2 separate regions of the Sus scrofa genome follow, and region 1 is linked to region 2. A link is a contact called in public Hi-C data. All regions are on one chromosome and are shown on one strand. Each heading gives the region's core, a stretch centred on a gene start, on an enhancer-like site or on the middle of the called end of the contact. The rest is flanking DNA. Distances are from core to core; before and after follow the strand shown.

Region 1 (4,861 bases), core at 1,292-3,791, 400 kb before region 2:
TGGCGCTTTAACAAGCACACATTTTGAAAAATTCATCGGCCCACCTCTCTGCACCCTGCCAGGGAGACTTTACAAAGGAAGAAGCAAAAGATGAAGCCCCATCTGCCTAGAACACCAACTAAAAACACAATGTGACCAAGGCGGGGTTCACGGGCATCTGACCTGCGCAGTCACACGCGGGACCCAGTGCTTACGAGGGCCGGTTCCTGGTCTAATCCTCTGCCGTCATCACCTCGAAAGTCTTCATAATTTTGAACACGGGACTCACATTTTCACTTTGCACTCAGCCCGCAAATTATGTAGCGTGTCATGAGTGTGAACTCCGGGAGGGTCAGATCTATCTGCTTTCATGGTCAATCCAAATATCCACTCACGGCCACCACCCCCCCACCCCCGCCCACACACACACCCCATGCAATGATCTGCATCCCCCGAACAGTTCCTTTACATCTGAAATTCCACAGGTGACAGTCTCCAGGTAGACTCTCTTATCCAAACCAAGCAGAGGGGACCTGACTTCTAGAACCCTTGTTGGGGAGGGGGCGCCTCCTCCAGTGAACTCACCCTGGGTGGGCCCAGCAGTAGCAGGACACCTCCACCTCACGGCGGAGGCCCCCAAATCTCTGGGGCCTTCACCAAAGCAGATGCAGAAAAGACAGGAAGGCTAAGGACCACTGGGGGCTCCAAGCTCAGCAGCAGAGAAAGGCAAAGTGTCACCATGTATCCCAGGAGAGGTGTGTTCGAGTTCCGCGTCCATCGCTAACTTTCTTTCCCCTCCTGCCTTCTTTCTCAGATTCCCCAAGTCCTTGATTTACACAAGAGCAATGCCCCAGAGCTGCAGTAGGTGGAGCCAGCGCCCTGGGATCGGCCCTTGGAACCGGCAAGTTTCCAGCAGGGACATCGCCCCCTAGCGGTGAGCGTGGGTAGAACGGCAGCTCCCCGCTCTTAACCAGGCACTGCAAAGCCGCCACCCCCTTTCTCTGATTCCTGCATCACCCTCTTGGCCCCAGGCCCCCATTCTGTTTAGAGAAGCAGGAGGAAATAAGGGGTTTGAGTAGGAGAGGAAAAATGCAAAGGAAGAAAGTTTTAGAAACACAACCTCACAGGCATGTTATTCTTTTAAATGAAAAAAAGTACAAACCAGAGTTTCTGGAAGAAAAATATGCATTCTTTCCACTGCATAAAAAGAAACCCTGGTTACTGGGTAATTCTCAGCAGATATCTGAGAAACACTCATTTATTTTTCTCAAGGCTGACCACATAAGCCCACTTCTGAGCAGGTTTATTTGGTGGGCTTTGAATCCTAAAATATTCACCCTCCTCAGATGATTTTAACAAGATAGGCTGGTATAGAAAGTAGAACAAAATCCTATTAAAAACAACTCACAAAACACCCTGACATCCAGGAGGGGCAGCTTTACCCTGAAATATGACAACCACACATAGTGTTGAAAAAAAAAATGTACTATGTGGGTGTTATCTGGTTCCCAAAGTTCAGATGAAAGAAGGTTCCTTTTAGTGGACGAAGTGATTGAATCTGCATGTCACTGAAATAATTATTTGGAAGTGGAGATGAATTTTTACAAGCATTGGGTGCTGTTCAAATGCCTTAAAGTTAGATCTACAATTAGGCTGTGAAAGCCACAAAGGCAGGCCCCCTCCTTACCACGTGGGAGGGTGGTCTGGCCCAGGATAGGGACTCCCTGAATGAACTTGACTGAGAGCTCACAACCCAGAGATAAGACTTTGCAACTGTTGGCCTCTGGGTTTTAATGCTCCCCAGGTAAAGAGCTGTTAGAGGTTTTCTCGCCTTCATCTGGAATGCGTTTTCCATGTTTCTCAGGAATAGATTTTGGCTGCGAAAGAGAGCAGGTTACATAGCTTAGCTGAGCCTGATGACCTACAAACATATCCTGCATCTAACAATAAGCAGGGTGAGGAGACAGGAGATCTAGAATGTTCCTTTCCTCTAGCTCAAATAAACGGCTGCTTTCCAAGTGCGGTAAATATCCACACTGTACTGACACCATACAAAGTGGCCCCTATAAAACATGGCTCGGGGCACTGCAGGGTGAGTCTTGGCAGCTGACCTGTGCCATTCCCGGCATCCTGGAGAAGCCCCGGAGGGCACTGCCGCACCCCTCGGTACAGAGAGAAGGGAGTATTTGTTTACCAAATACCTCTTAGGGGAATTCCTGTTGTGGCTCATCAGGTTAGGAATCCAGCTAGTATCCATGAGGATGTGGGTTTGATCCCTGGCCTCGCTCAATGGGTTAAGGATCCAGCATTACGGTGAGCTATGGTGCAGGTCGTAGATGTGGCTCGGATCCTGTGTTGCTGTGGCTGTGACGGCTACAGCTCCCGTTTGACCCCTAGCCAGGGAACTTCCATATGCTGCAGGTGCAGCACACACACACCCCCAAAAAAAGGGAGGGGCAAAGAAAAAAAAAAAAAAAACCTCTTAAGATAGCTCAGACCACAGCATCTGAGGGCTTCAGCACATCACCAGTTTCTGCTACCAGTTCTGCTTCTGCCTGAATTAAAGTCCTAATGCTAAAAGCCAAGGAAGGAGAGCCAGCCTTGTCTGTTTTCATCGCCTCACTTTCCAGCCTAGAAGGTTCTAAATTTATAAGGCAAGTGCATCTGGAGTAGGCAGACCCAACGTTAACCTCACATGACCCTCGAGTCTGAAATGCCACCGTCAAGCAGGCACGTGTCCCTGTCACAGTGCCCATGTCTGCTGTGAAGCTCATCTCCAGCCCCAAAGAGAAGGGAGAATACAATGAACTGAAATAAAATGAAAACCTACTTGCTGTTCCCCACGGAAATTCTTAAAATCCTTACAGACACAAAACAAATATTCTTCTTGTGAATCAGAAAAGCCCAACCAACTAGGGGGAAAAAAACGGAGGAGAGATAGAGAAGTCTTTTTCTGCTCATACTGAGCACTGGCAAACTGTCAACTAGATTCCAAAGCCTCCTTTCAAATAAAACCGGAAGCACTTCATTCATGCCTCTTTGCTCTCCAGCCCCTTTGGATCCGAGAATGTCCCTGCTCGGTCAGTGGCTTTATGCTTGCACCAGGCAACCCCTAGAGAGACAGAAGTTTGGGGCACCGGGTCAAAAAGACAATGCAAATGGCCAATTTGTCCATTTTCTGATGGGATTTTTTTTTTTTCCTCAACTAAATTCAGTGCTACTCAACCAGGTAAGACCAGGTACTTTCATAGACTTAGGTCATGCTTAAGTTGTTCAAAGAGCAAAGAAGAAAAAAATGCCCCCTTGAACACAAATGTCCTATGGGAGCACTGCTTTCTCCTCTGCCATCAGAGATCAAGGGGGACTACATGAAGTCAACCTGGGAAGCCTGGCCCCAGTCTCTCAAGCAACCCTGGAGAGCCCAGCCCAGAAAGGTCTCTCTCCCTGCGTCAGGCCAGCCCTGGATCTGAATGAGCCACAGCCTCAGGCTCTCATGGTCACAGGCAACCTGGATCCAGATGATGCTGCCCACCTGCCTGCCAGAGAGACCCTGCCCCGGGGGCACCAGAATATGGATGGTTCCTTCAGGAGAGCTGGTCTGCAAAAAAGTCCTCCTATCCTCAGGGCCCAGCCCTGGAGCAGAAAGGCCCCCTTGCTGGACATCGAGGAGATCAGTGTGGCTCAGGGAAGGGGGAGGCTTGCAGGGGTGTCTAGAAGTCTGGACTCAGAGTATTAGGAGGCAGGGGCCTGCAGAGAGCCTGTGTTGAGAAAGCAAAAAGCCAGGAGACAGATGGTCCTGGCCAGGGACATTTCACCTCTATGAAAGAGCGCCGAGGCAGCCCAAAAGGTAGTGGTGAAGGACTAGAGGTCGAAGAAGGAGAATCCGTGCAGCCCCCACATGCCTGCATCTCCCGCACGACTCCTGAGTCGCAGCGGGATCTGCGGACCAGCCTCACTCCTCCGTAAGTACAAGAGGCCACGTGGCAAATGACCCCAGTGAGGACACAGACACTAATCCAGAATCGCTACCCGGGAGGAGCCTCCAAGGGATGTCCAGCAGAGTCACTTGGGAAAACAGACTCACACGACATCACGCGACATCAGCTCTGATAAGGGGACTCTGCGGGTGGGTGATCCCGTGGACCCCAAAAGACAAGATGTTTGTCACTGAGCCCATTGCTTCCTCCCTCCACGCACAGTGATGCCCTCCAGTCACACGCAAAGAAAGTCAACGCAGAAGAGGGGGAACAGAAAGGACGGGATGGGCTTGGTGACCCAGGACGACCTCATTTTCACCTTCGTTTTCTACCATAGTGGCAGGTCCTTCATAAACACACTGAAGACGCTGTGCTGGGTATAGAAAGAGGGAAGCATGGCTTGTCGGTCCCTTCATAGATTTCATGTAAAATGGTTTCCGAACATCAAAAAACAAACCTAACGTCTCGGAACCATGTTTTCTGCTGGGAGGTGGTAAACAAACGCATGCTTGAAGTTGACCTTGGTGTCTGATATCTCCAGATGAGAGGTTCTCACCAAAGGGGTTGTCCGCTTGTTTCCAAAAATACTTCTGTCCATTGTTCTTGATACAAAAGTCGACGCTATCTTTAATAAATAAATAATAAAGTGTTTCTTAGAAGTGTGAAATGTAAACTTGGTCGCCCTTTCTGACGCACACTCTTTAAAAAAAATTGCTTGAACGATGCCAGGGCTTTCACGGGAAAGAAGGACGTGACATATTCAGTTCCCAGCAAAGTGAGTTGTTCACTCCGCTGCTAAGTGGACGCTACCTTTATAAAGCGCTTCTATAACCCTAAGGAAAGGCTACAACCAAAGAGAATACCACCTCGCACAGGAAAGCTAGATTTCAGGATCAGAGAACATG
Region 2 (5,175 bases), core at 1,454-3,953:
GGTTAACGAATCCGACTAGGAACCATGAGGTCGCGGGTTCGATCCCTGGCCTTGCTCAGTGGGTTAACGATCCGGCGTTGCCGTGAGCTGTGGTGTAGGTTGCAGACGCGGCTCGGATCCCGTGTTGCTGTGGCTCTGGCGTAGGCCGGTGGCTGCAGCTCCGATTCAACCCCTAGCCTGGGAACCTCCATATGCCGCGGGAGCGGCCCAAGAAATAGCAACAACAACAACAACAACAACAACAACAACAACAACAAAAAAAAAAAAGAATTTGCTCACAGATATTCTTCTGCAATAAAGTTTCAAAGTCTTGGAGAATCTTAAAATACTTAATACTTTAAACAGTGATTAGATTTGAGACTATGGATTTCTACTCGTCTTCCAGTATCTGTTCTTCCTTCCTTTTTCAGTATTGAAACCCTATTTTCCAGACTTCCTTGAGTTTAGTGTAGCCCAGTGACTAAGTCTTTGCCAGCAGAATGAAAGCAGAAATGATATAATGCAAACTTTGGGAAAAGTTCTCTCCCTCCTTTTTTTTTTTTTTTTTTTTTTTTTTTTTTGCTTTTCAGGTCTGCACCCAGGGCATATAGAGGTTCCTAGGATAGGGGTCAAATCAGAGCTGTAGCTGCAGGCCTACACCATAGCCACAGCAACACGGGATCTGAGCTGCCTCTATGACCTATACCACAGCTTACATCAACGATGGATCCTTAACCCACTGATTGAGATGCCAGGGATTTAATCTGCATCCTCAAGGATACTAGTTGGATTCGTTTCCACTGTGTCACAACAGGAACTCCCGGGAAAAGTTCTTAGAGAGGGTATTCCCTTTGTCCTCTCATCTGCTGGTTGGAATGCAGGCATAATGGCTAGAGCTCCAGCAGCTCCCTTGGACCAGGAGGTAACACTGGGTACAGAGGCTATCTTCCAAATGCATAAATAAATACATGTGTGACTCTCTTAGCTGCAACAAGGAGGCTGGATCTGTCCCTGCGAAGTGACACTGGACAGCTCCAGACTAACTTTGGACTTATACACATGAGGGAGATACCAGTGGCTTTCTGTTTAAGCCACTGTTATTTTGTAGTTGTTTCCCCCTGCTTCTTGCAGCCAACCTCATTCTAATATAACACTCAAAAAAGAAGTAATATTTTATTTATTTATTTATATTTTTCTTTTTACAGTTGCACCTGCAGCATATGGAAGTTCCAGGGCTAGGGGTCAAATTGGAGCTGCAGCTGTGGCATGGCTGGATCCCTAACCCACCACGCGAGGCCAGGGATTGAACCCACATCCTCACAGACACTATGTTGGGTTCTTAACCTGCTGAGCCACAATGGGAACTGCCCCCAAAAAGTAAGATTTTAAAAAGTCAACTTTTATAGATCAGTAATCTAACTAGTTTTAAGGTTGCAAATGTTTCAAAAGTAATTTATTTAACAAATAATTACTGAGCATCTAGATCCTAGCATATGTGTCAGGATGATGGGTAATATAACTACAAATGTATTATTTGCCAAATGACAGAATATAAAAGATAGAAAAATAACATCCATGAAAATGAGAACTGAGAGATAGTGGAAAAATAAAAAGCAGAGGTTGTTTCTCTTACATGTATAAGATTTATAGGAGTAACAGGAATATAAGAGAGTGGCATTTTGTGACAACTTGGAACACAAAACCTTTTATTTCATTATATTTCAGGGGAAAACATTTTTAGAATCCCATTGAAAATACCTGGACTTTTACACAATGTCTTTTCCCCAAATAACTAATTACACTTTATATTCTGTAGGAAATTCAGACCAGGCTTTCAAAGGCTATTGAAGTTACACTGAAAATTCAAGATGTATCCTCTTTAAAGGAGACAGTAGGAAGATACTGGACCACGAGAAAGCAAAAATCTGGTAGATAGCCAGGAAAACATAAGAACAGAATTAAGACTAGTTAGTTGTAGGGAATTCCCCGTTGTGGCTCAGCGGGTTAAGAATCCAACTAGTGTCCATGAGGACGCGGGTTTGATCCGCTCAGCGTGTTAAGGATCTGGCTTGGCTGCAAGCTGTGGGTAGGTCACAGATGCAGCTCGGATCTCGTGTTGCTGTGGCTGGGGACCAGGAACATCCATAAGCCATGGGTGCGGCCCTAGTAAGAAAATAGAAAAACCAAAAAAAAAAAAAAAAAAAAAAAAAAAGCAAAAAATAAAAGGCGTAGTTGTACTGTACCGGTAACTTCGGGTTGCTGTACTAGTTGGTAGCCTTGGACCAGAAATCTCACCTTTCTAGGCCTCCATTTCTGAGCGTTAGGGATTGGAAAAGGTCACTTCTAGAGACCCCCCGTTTCTGAGAACCTCCTGGAGTACACGCCCTACCCTGGGCTGCTCTCGGTCAAAGCCGCTTAACCCAGGGGCAAAGACAACCTCCGCTCTCTAGGTCTTGGGCTCCTCCCACACGTGTGATTTCACCGATGCTGCACTTGAAGTCCTTGAGCGGAAACGCAGCACTGATGCCGCCCAGAAAACAACAGAGGGGTCAGGTCAGCGCTGCCGCGAATCACAAGGCGCAGAGTCCAGCCAGCAGCTCCCAGGGGGCCGCAGAACGACCGCCCTCACCCCGCCCCTTGGCTGCCTCGCCCCGCCCCTAGATCCTTGCCCCGCCTCCGGCCGGCCACTTGCTGCACGCCGATTGGTTGCTTCCCTGCGCACGGCGCCGCGCCCCGCCCCACCGGCGCCCTCGCCTCACGCCCGCCGCCCGCTCCCGGCTCCCGGGGGCTGAAGTGGAGCGGAGGACGCGGGCTAGACAGCTGCACGGCAGCTTCCTCCTCTGCGCGCGCGCCTCGCGTTGGCGTGGGCGTGGGGGAAGCCGGGTGAGTGCGGGCAGTCAGTTTCGGGGCGTGCTGGGGGCTAGCGCCCACCGCCTGCTCTTGGAGAGGCGTCCTCAGCCGGCCCGGCCTGCGAGGGACGACAGCGCCCGGCCTTTCCCGTGCGCGGTGCGCGGCGTCGCGGGGCGGAGCGGGTTCGCGGAGCATACGGGCGGCCTGCGGGGCGGGGGCCTCCGCCGCTCCCTGCTCACCAGCCCATGTCTTCTTGGGCGCCCGGGGAGCGCGTTCGGCCGGGGCAGGCAGCTACGCCGCGTTATCTCGCCGTCGACTTGCTTCCCTGGAGGATCTGCACAGGTTTCCATCCCGAACCTGTCAGCTTCACCGCGGTGCCCGGCGCAGGGGAGAGACGTGCGGCCCGCACTCGGCGTCTGGGGGCCTTTCGAGGACTTGCTCACCCCTCCCGTTTGGTCTCAGCCTCTGCTGGCGATGTTGTTAAGTGTTTGGTGGACTTTTCCGACTCGCTCCTTAGGAGAGTAGGGACAGAGGTGGAAAGAGGGAATAGAGGAGGGTCAACATTCTTTCCAGGATTAATCATAAAGTGTTGAGTGTCCTTTTAGATGAGGAGCGTAGCCCAGGTAGCAATGGTAGTTGTGCTGGGGAAGACGCTTGGTTTTTAACCAATAAATTGGCTTCCGAGTTCATCACTGGAAGGTGCTTAATCGGAAAGGTAAATATATAACCTTTTAAAGCCAAAGCAGTAATGAGATTGTCCTCGCTCGCTCCCTGCTGCTAGCGCTGTGCATGCGTGTGTGTGTGTGTGTGTGTGTGTGTGTGTGTGTTGGGGAGAGTCAAGCTCCGATTGGAGTGAATGTGTAACCAGCGTTATACCTCTCAAAGACATTAATTTCTCTTTTCGGAGTGTCCCACCTCTTCGCGCCAACTCTTCACCGACTTGCACTTTATATAAATCCCCTTTCTTAACATTTCCCAAGCCTCCTACTCCCAGGCTTGTCACGCTTCTTTTACATCATCTTCGGTCAGGGTCAGTTGTCTTCTCTTCTGTCATACTGTTCAGACGTAGAACAGACGTTAGGCATTTTTTACCGGTAATAGTGTGGCAGGCCTCCTCGTTCTTAAAATGAAAACAAGACGTTCTCTTGAATAATGATGCGGCAGGAAAAAGCTGGTGTAATGAGAGCCGGGGAAGGATGTCGTGTTTCTCTTCCGGAGACACGCCCTCCCCACCCCCCATCCTTCTCTGCCCGCTAGGATCACAGCAGCCTTAACTGGCTGATTATTTCCGAATTCATTTTCTGGAGTCTAAGGTAAAGAATTTATCTTATTATTTTATCCTTATCGGCTCCTTTTAAGTGATTACAATATATTCAGGTTGTAAACATTTTAAAAATATTACAGAGGAACATCAAGTAAAAAATTCAGAGTGCGCAGAAGAGTATCAAGAAAAAAGTTAGACTTCCTTGATTTTGGACGTTGCATACTTTACATCCTCAATTCCAGTCCCTAGGAGGGGATTGTGCCATAATACTGTTGGGCAACTACTTTAATATAAAGATACATTAGCTTAAAAAAAAATTAAAGATACATTAACTTAGTACATGCTGACCTATCTCATTTTTGGATGTACTGTTTGGATGTACTCTTTAATTTTTTTTTTTTTTTTGGCCATGCCTGCCGCAGGTGGAAGTTACCAGGCCAGGGTTGGAACCTGCACCACAGCTGTGATCTGAGCCACAGCAGTGACAGCCATGGATCCTTAACCTGCTGTGCCACCAGGGAACTCTGGAAATACTCAAATTTTCTCGATCCCTTAATGATGATCATTTTGGTTGTTTCTGGGTTTTCACCATTATGGATGAAAATCCTTTTGGCATTGTAGGATAAGTTTCAGGTAGGTGGTTTAAACAGATAATTGTATTTTAAAGTATAATTTTAGTGCTCTTTTCACTTCTTATAACTGATAGGATTTTATAATTTAATGCCTTATTATTTTGTTCCTTTTTGGCTGCACCTGTGGCATGCAGAAGTTCCCTGGCCAAGGACTGAACCCCAGCCACAGTAGTGACAAAATCGGAAAGGATTTTATCATTTAAAGGCAGTAGCTAATTTGTTTGATTCATATGCATTTTTAGAATCTGTTTGTCTCTTTGCATTTAGAGACTGGATCACAAAATATTTGAGGACCAGGTTAAATAATGGTGGATTTATTCACCTTGTTAGCACTTAGTGGTGTTGACTTTAAGGCTGTATTGACTCATTCGACTGGCCTGGCAGGAATGGGTAGAGAGGGCCTTCAGGAAGAGAAAATATGAAGAGGCATATGTTGTGTAATACCTTCCT

The links. Hi-C and Micro-C count contacts between places; a contact is called where the count stands out from the background.
Region 1: a Hi-C map of skeletal muscle shows a contact between it and region 2, with 2.3 times the contacts expected there. The contact joins the enhancer-like site here to the promoter of TMEM50B in region 2. A contact is called at or near these places in 5 of 47 Hi-C or Micro-C datasets (heart right ventricle, mesenteric adipose tissue, retroperitoneal adipose tissue and 2 more).

Annotation. Positions count from the first base shown.
Region 1 is chr13:197,490,136-197,494,996 of Sscrofa11.1, reverse strand. ITSN1 (intersectin-1) reads right to left here. Exons shown (of 42, transcript XM_021070946.1): 42 at 2,460-4,861. Among named protein-coding and RNA genes, the nearest start is that of ATP5O, 27 kb to the left of the region's middle. Within about 2 kb of position 2,541, at least 16 of the 83 cell types and tissues checked have an H3K27ac peak or open chromatin away from gene starts, as enhancers often do. A contact at or near this core is called in skeletal muscle, where this site is marked.
Region 2 is chr13:197,090,836-197,096,010 of Sscrofa11.1, reverse strand. TMEM50B (transmembrane protein 50B) reads left to right here and starts at 2,703. Exons shown (of 7, transcript XM_021070935.1): 1 at 2,703-2,862.